Linked DNA regions of Sus scrofa: region 2 is linked to region 1. Evidence: chromatin contacts called from public HiChIP or PLAC-seq data. All regions are on one chromosome and are shown on one strand. Each heading gives the region's core, a stretch centred on a gene start, on an enhancer-like site or on the middle of the called end of the contact. The rest is flanking DNA. Distances are from core to core; before and after follow the strand shown. Region 1 holds the start of RFT1 (protein RFT1 homolog). Region 2 holds the start of PRKCD (protein kinase C delta type).

Region 1 (3,105 bases), core at 339-2,838:
GGCCTTAAGCTCCAGAGTCAGTTTCCAGCAGCAGCAGTAGCAGCAGTAACAGGTCAGGAAGCATTTACTGGAGTCCTAGGAACTTTCTCTGCCACTGCTACAGATGACAAAGCCAAGTGGGTTTCATTCCTGCCTTCTTAGAGCTCATGGACTGTTTAGACAGAAACATAGTTTAGTCTCTTCACTGCGAAGCAGACTATGCCAAGGGCTATAAAGGGTTACAAAGTGCTTTACAGGTGCTGTCTTAGTTTGCTTAGGCTGCTGTAATAGAATACCATAGACTAGGAGGCTGAAACAACAGGAATTTTTTTCCTGCAGTTCTGAAGGCTGGGAGGTCCAAGATAAAGTGCTGACTGATTTGGGTCTTGGTGAGAGCCCTCTTCCTGGTTTGCAGATAGCTGCCTTCTTGTTGTATCTTTACATGGAAGGGAGAGATTTCATCTCTCTCATCGCTTCTTACAAGGTCACTAATCCCATTCATTAAGGCTCCACTCTTATAACCTAATTATCTCCCAAAGGCCCCACCTCCAATTACTAACACATTGGTGGTAAATAGGGCTTCAACATATGAATTTGGAGAGGACACAAACATTCAATCCATAACAGATGCTACTGTACTCACAAAAGTCAGGACACTGGGGCCTGGGAGTGTAGACAGTGCCCTCAGGGGAAGGCACGGTGGGTATAGATGGCAGCAGAGCAAGGCGAATTAGGGTCTATTTGAGGAACCATAAGGGCTCTAAATGGCTAGAGCCTAGAATGCGTTGTAAAAGGGCAGTGAGAGCATGAAAGGTGGTTGAGAAGGTAGGTTGGGGTCAAATCACCCAAGGCCTAAAAGAGATAGATGGGACTTCCTATGGACTGCAGAGCAGATGATAGGAACATAGACCAACAGCTGATTGTGTTGGGCGCTTTTTTTGAAGCACTTTCCTATCATTCTTCTGCTTTGTCATCACAATTGGTAGCATGCAGGCAAGAGAGGCAAATTTAGGATCAGGGGCCTGGGCTCTCCTCCACCTAGGTACAAGGTGTGTATATATGAACAGGTCACATCTCCAAGTCTCACCTTATCCATCTCTGACAACAGGACCCAATTTTCAGCACTTCAGAAAGAATTACACAAAACCACACATGCGAAAATGCTGTATTTACTTTATGATCCTCAGTTCTTTCGTTGTAAAATTGCAATAATCCTGTCTAGTCTGATTCAGGGGGCTGTGGGTGCAATTTTATAAACAAAGGCCAACCAGCAAGAATCTCATTATGGATGCCAGTGAACAGTTCGCTGCTTTGGTACAGTCAGGGAAGTTAGTGTTTTCTTGGTGGGCTGGGAGCCTCAGGGAAGGGGCTTTGGCTATTTTAGCAGCATTTCTTAGTATGGTCACAGTATTTCACTTATCTTGGCACAGGGAGGTACAGGCACAAAAACCACAGGTTAGCGCAAGCACCAGAGGTGATACGGCGCAACTGCACTGACGCTTCGGAACCCGCCCACTTAAAGGGCCAAAACTTCCCGTGTCCCGCCCCCGCTGTACCCAAACCACCAATCAGCGAGCGAGCTGCTCCGTGTCGCTATCTTCTAGCGACCAAGCCCGCTGGCGGCGGCGTTTCCTGGTGACTGAGCCCCAGCGCGGAGGATATGAGCAGCCGGGAGGTCCTGGGCCAGGCGGCCCGTCTGGCCTCCTCCGGTCTGCTCCTGCAGGTACTCCGCCTGGCCGGCCCCAGCCCTTCCCGCAGCCGGGATTCAGGGAGGCGGCCCTCCGGCTCTTGAGAGCCCACGCCGGGGCAGATTCAGCCCCGACAACCTCTCCGCTACTACAGAGGGGTTCGGCGGGAGGCGGTGGCCGCTACTGCAGAGAGGGCACACCTGGGCCCAGAACTGGGAGCCTGGGTTCAGAATCCTGGCTGGGAGACTCTAAACAAGCCACTTTACTTTTGAGCATTATGTTTCCCATATAATGGGAATGGGGGAGGGTTAGATTAGGTGGCAGGGGTGTTCTAGAATCTGATACTTTTTAAGGCAATGGGTTTATTTTCTCCATGTCCCACTCTTACCCTGAAACACTTTTTCAAACTCTCTGAATCCCACTGAGTTCTGAGAGACAATATGATGTAGCTAAGAACAGGGACCTCGGCTCAAACAGGCCCGAATTGGAATCTTGGTTCTGCCTCAGTGATTGTTGCATGGCCCAGAACAAGCGACTTCACCTGCTAAGCCTCAGCTCCTCCCTCAGAAAACGGGGGTAATAATATTATCTAGCTCATAAAGTTGCTGTGAGGCTGGGTTGGGGTTATTTGGATAATTGCATTTGACACAGTAGTATGCTCAGGCACTTAGTACATGTTGGCTGCATCTTCCTTCTGGCAATGTGACCTTGGCCAAGTCACTTCCCCTCAGCCCTAATTTTCATCATCTGTTAGATATGGTACATGCCAGGTAGTCCAAATGGTATCATAGAAATTCTTTTAACCCTAAAACTAGGTTATTCTGAATCAAACTAAGGTGCAATTTCTCTGTCTCGTTCTTTTTTTTTTTTTTTTTTTTTTTTTTTCTTGTCTTTTTGCTATTTCTTGGGCCGCTCCCAACGGCATATGGAGGTTCCCAGGCTAGGGGTCAAATCAGAGCTGTAGCTGCCAGCCTACGCCAGAGCCACAGCAACGCGGGATCCGAGCCACATCTTCGACCTACACCATAGCTCACAGGCGACGCCAGATCCTTAAGCCATTGAGCAAGGCCAGGGATCGAACCCGCAACCTCATGGTTCCTAGTCAGATTTGTTAACCAATGCGCCACGATGGGAACTCCCCTCTGTCTCATTCTTGAGCCATTCAGCCTTTCTTCACAAAGGTCCTGAATCCATCCTCTCCCTTAGGCAGCATTTCACATAGAGGTTTGGAGAAAGAACCAGGCAGACTGGGACTCAAGTTTGGGCCTTGTCATTAGATGCTTGCCCTTGGGGAAAATCTCTTGACTTCTGCAATCATCAGATTCCTCATCTTAAATGAGAACGGTAATGCAACCTCATAATGTCATTAGATTAGATGAAATACATAAGTGCCTGGCACATTATAAGTACTTAATAAATGTTACCTATTTTTATTATG
Region 2 (3,105 bases), core at 384-2,883, 33 kb before region 1:
TGAGGAAACGCAAGGAAACCCTGGTCACAGTGTCTCAGTGACAGAAAGAAAGAACATGTAAGTGCACACACAGGCACACTCATACAGACACACACATGAGTTTAGTGGGCTGACACTAACACTGACGGCTCCCACAATTAACAACTCGAATGTACTCATGGCTAGTGGGTCACCATAATATATACTCAGTGTGCAGCATAGAGCCCATCCAGCAGGCACACAGAGACACATACCCCAACACATAGAGGGGTGTTTGGTGACAGAACATAGTACACACATAGCTGCCAAGGGCACACAAAGCCTAGGACACTCAAATAGACATACTCACATACACAAGCAAGTCACACATTTAAAAGGACACACAGGGGCAAATCCCAGACCCAGTGAGGACACACAGGGAAACACACAATACATCCACATGCCCAGATACAGGCAACTCAACACAAGACAGGATCCAGGCATTTAGTGCAGAGGCCAGAGGGGAAAGAAAGGTCGTGTAGTCACACCAAATCCTTCTGACCAGGTTTAAGTGGGGGGTTCAGTGGGCTCTCCCATCCCCGACAAGGGCAAATGGGGGAGTTTGGCAGAGTGGGGCAGTTCTGCCGTGCCCACCTCTTGCCTCTTCACCTCTGCTCTCCTCCACCCCCTCCCCTCTCCTGGCTGGGCCCCCACGGGGGAGGCGTGGGGATTGGAAAGGGGCCACCGGAGGAGGAGGCTCAGAGGGTCGCAGGGGCGGGACGGGAAGGGAGACGGATGGTAGAGACTGAAGCCACTCCCAGCCCGGAGAGAGATGGGGAGAAAGACCTAGAGTCTGAAAGGAGAGAGCAAGAAGGAGGCGCCGCGAGGGCTGGGCCGGGCAGGGTCCCAGGGGCGAGAGGCAAGGCCCGGCGGGCAGCCTGGCCTCACACCCGCGGAAGAAAAAGAAAGGCGACCAGACAGGCATGCGACGGCGAGCGTGGGTTGGAGGCGCCGTTCCAGGAGGATGGGATCTAGGGGGCGACCGGAGGTGGGATGGGGGCGGGGTGATGGAGCGCGAGGAAGGTGAAGGACAGACGGACGGGGAGTAGGGAGAGGAGGACGAGGGAACTTAGGGGTGGGGACGGATGGACGGACAGAAGGCCCCAAAGATTCGGAAGGGACGGGCAGACCCTCGGAGACGCTAGGAACCCAGGCAGGTAGAGAAAGGCCGGGAACAAGACGGACGAGAGCCCCTTGCCCCTACCGCTGGACAGAGGGACAGACGGGCGGACGGGGGCACGGAGGCACCGGCGAGTCTCGATGCGCAGAGGGACTTTCGCCAGCCGCGGCTCAGTTTCGGAAACGGGAACCTGAGCAGGGAGGGAAAGGGAGGGGCTGCGCGCCCTCGGGGCAATCCAATCCCACGTCAGGGCCCGGCCCTCACTCACCTCCGGGCTCAGGGCCAGGCGCCAGGGGTCGCGGTGGCTGGGGTCCGGCTCGCGGCGCGGCTCCGGGGCACGCGCGCGGACCGGGGTCGGTGAGCGCCCGACCGGAACGGGCCCGGCGGCCGGCGAGGTACCACCCAGGCCTCGGCGCGGAGGGCAGACGCCGGGGGTCGCTCAAGGGATCCCGGGGCCGCCGCCTCCCGCTCCCGCGCAGGGCACACGGAAGTGCAAGGGGGCGGGGCGGCGCGACCTCACCCAGGTGCCGGCCCCGGCCCCGGCCCCGCCCCCGATCTGGGCCCGCCCCCACGAGTGCCCGCCCCCCTGAGGCCCCACCTCCACCAGCTGCCCCGTGAGGGTCTCGCGACTAGGCATCTCCTGGCCCGCCGGACAGTGTCTGGGCCGCTCCGCCAGCTCCGGTGCTCCTTGCCCCCGCCCGCCATTAGGGCACGTACCATCCCTCAGAAAGGGCCCCATCTTACAGAGGACGCTGAGGCCCAGGGGCGCGCTCTCCCCACCCTACTCCTCGCACACCGAGTCGGGGAGGCGCCAGCGGGGGTTCCCCAGCTCCCAGCGCCGGCGCCTGGGACTCCCCGCCCGCCAGCTGGCCCGCCTCTCCCAGTCTTGCTCTTTCTCTTCCTGTTGGCTGGAGTTCGGACGCGGCCGGGCTGGGTGCCCGCCGCCAGGCCGGCTAGTCCTGGCCCTGCCCCCGGAGACGAGTGGGAAGACTCCAGGGTGGGAAATTCTAGCTGGTCTACCGCTGCTAGTCAAGCGATTCTGGGAGGAGTCGCTACCAGGCTCCACCAGTATTCCTCTCTCCTGACGCTTCTTTTCAGAGTTCTTCATCACCTGGGGGAGATTCCTTTCCAGACTTAGAACTTGGTTATCTGGCATAACTCATTTATTCATTCATTCACTGGGTATCCTCTGGGCCTCAAGTCTAGGGAAAGAGTAAGGCCCAGGAAGTCTGTTCCCTTGCCCCCAAAGCTCAGAAAACCATCCAGTGACTCCATACTTGAAAGAAATGTCACTTTCCAGAGGCAAAGAAGAAGGTTCCAGGTCCCAGACTTCCTGGGGGACACTGAGAGGTGATGGGGACAGTGTGGACAGCTCTTTCCAGCTAAGACTGAAGGGACGAAAGTGGGGGCAATTCCTGGAGAGACTTGAGCTGATCAAGGGGCCCATGGCTGAGACAGGCCATGGACAAGACTTCAGTCTTCTCAAGGAGCAAGTGCTAGCAGCCATTACAATGGACTGGGCCTCTGGGGGAAAATGGATGGGACAGAGTGGCTATAGGAGAAGAGAGAGGCTGGATAGGGACAGAGGGGTTGCTATGATGTTCTGATGAGAAGACCCTGGGTTGGGGAAGATGGGTGGAGAGAAGGGGCCAGACCAGGTGAGTTACAGGGCTGTGGGAATTGGGAGAGCAGGTGTCCAAGGAGACCTCCAGGGATGGGGAGCCCTGGTAAAAATGTGAATCCTGAAACCATTTTGTGTGTGTGTGTGTGTGTGTGTGTGTGTGTGTGTGTGTGTGTTGGGGGGCAAGGGTGCTAGAAACAGAAAAGCTACATGATTCTTCCCACCCTAGGGAAGGATGGGAAGGGGAGCAGGCTGTTACCCAACATTCCAGAAGGAGGAAGGACCTGGTTTGAAAACTGACCTAAATGCCCAGCCCTGATGCCTGTCCCCTACCTCACTGGGGAAG

What was found. HiChIP or PLAC-seq counts read pairs in DNA pulled down with a chosen protein or histone mark.
Region 2: an H3K27ac HiChIP or PLAC-seq map of alveolar macrophages shows a contact between it and region 1. The contact joins the promoter of PRKCD here to the promoter of RFT1 in region 1. A contact is called at or near these places in 1 of 47 Hi-C or Micro-C datasets (liver) and 1 of 2 datasets of contacts at active chromatin or transcription factors (alveolar macrophages).

What each region holds. Positions count from the first base shown.
Region 1 is chr13:35,256,289-35,259,393 of Sscrofa11.1, reverse strand. RFT1 (protein RFT1 homolog) reads left to right here and starts at 1,588. Exons shown (of 14, transcript XR_002337566.1): 1 at 1,588-1,702.
Region 2 is chr13:35,289,363-35,292,467 of Sscrofa11.1, reverse strand. It overlaps PRKCD (protein kinase C delta type), which reads right to left and starts at 1,633. Exons shown (of 19, transcript XM_021068961.1): 1 at 1,407-1,633.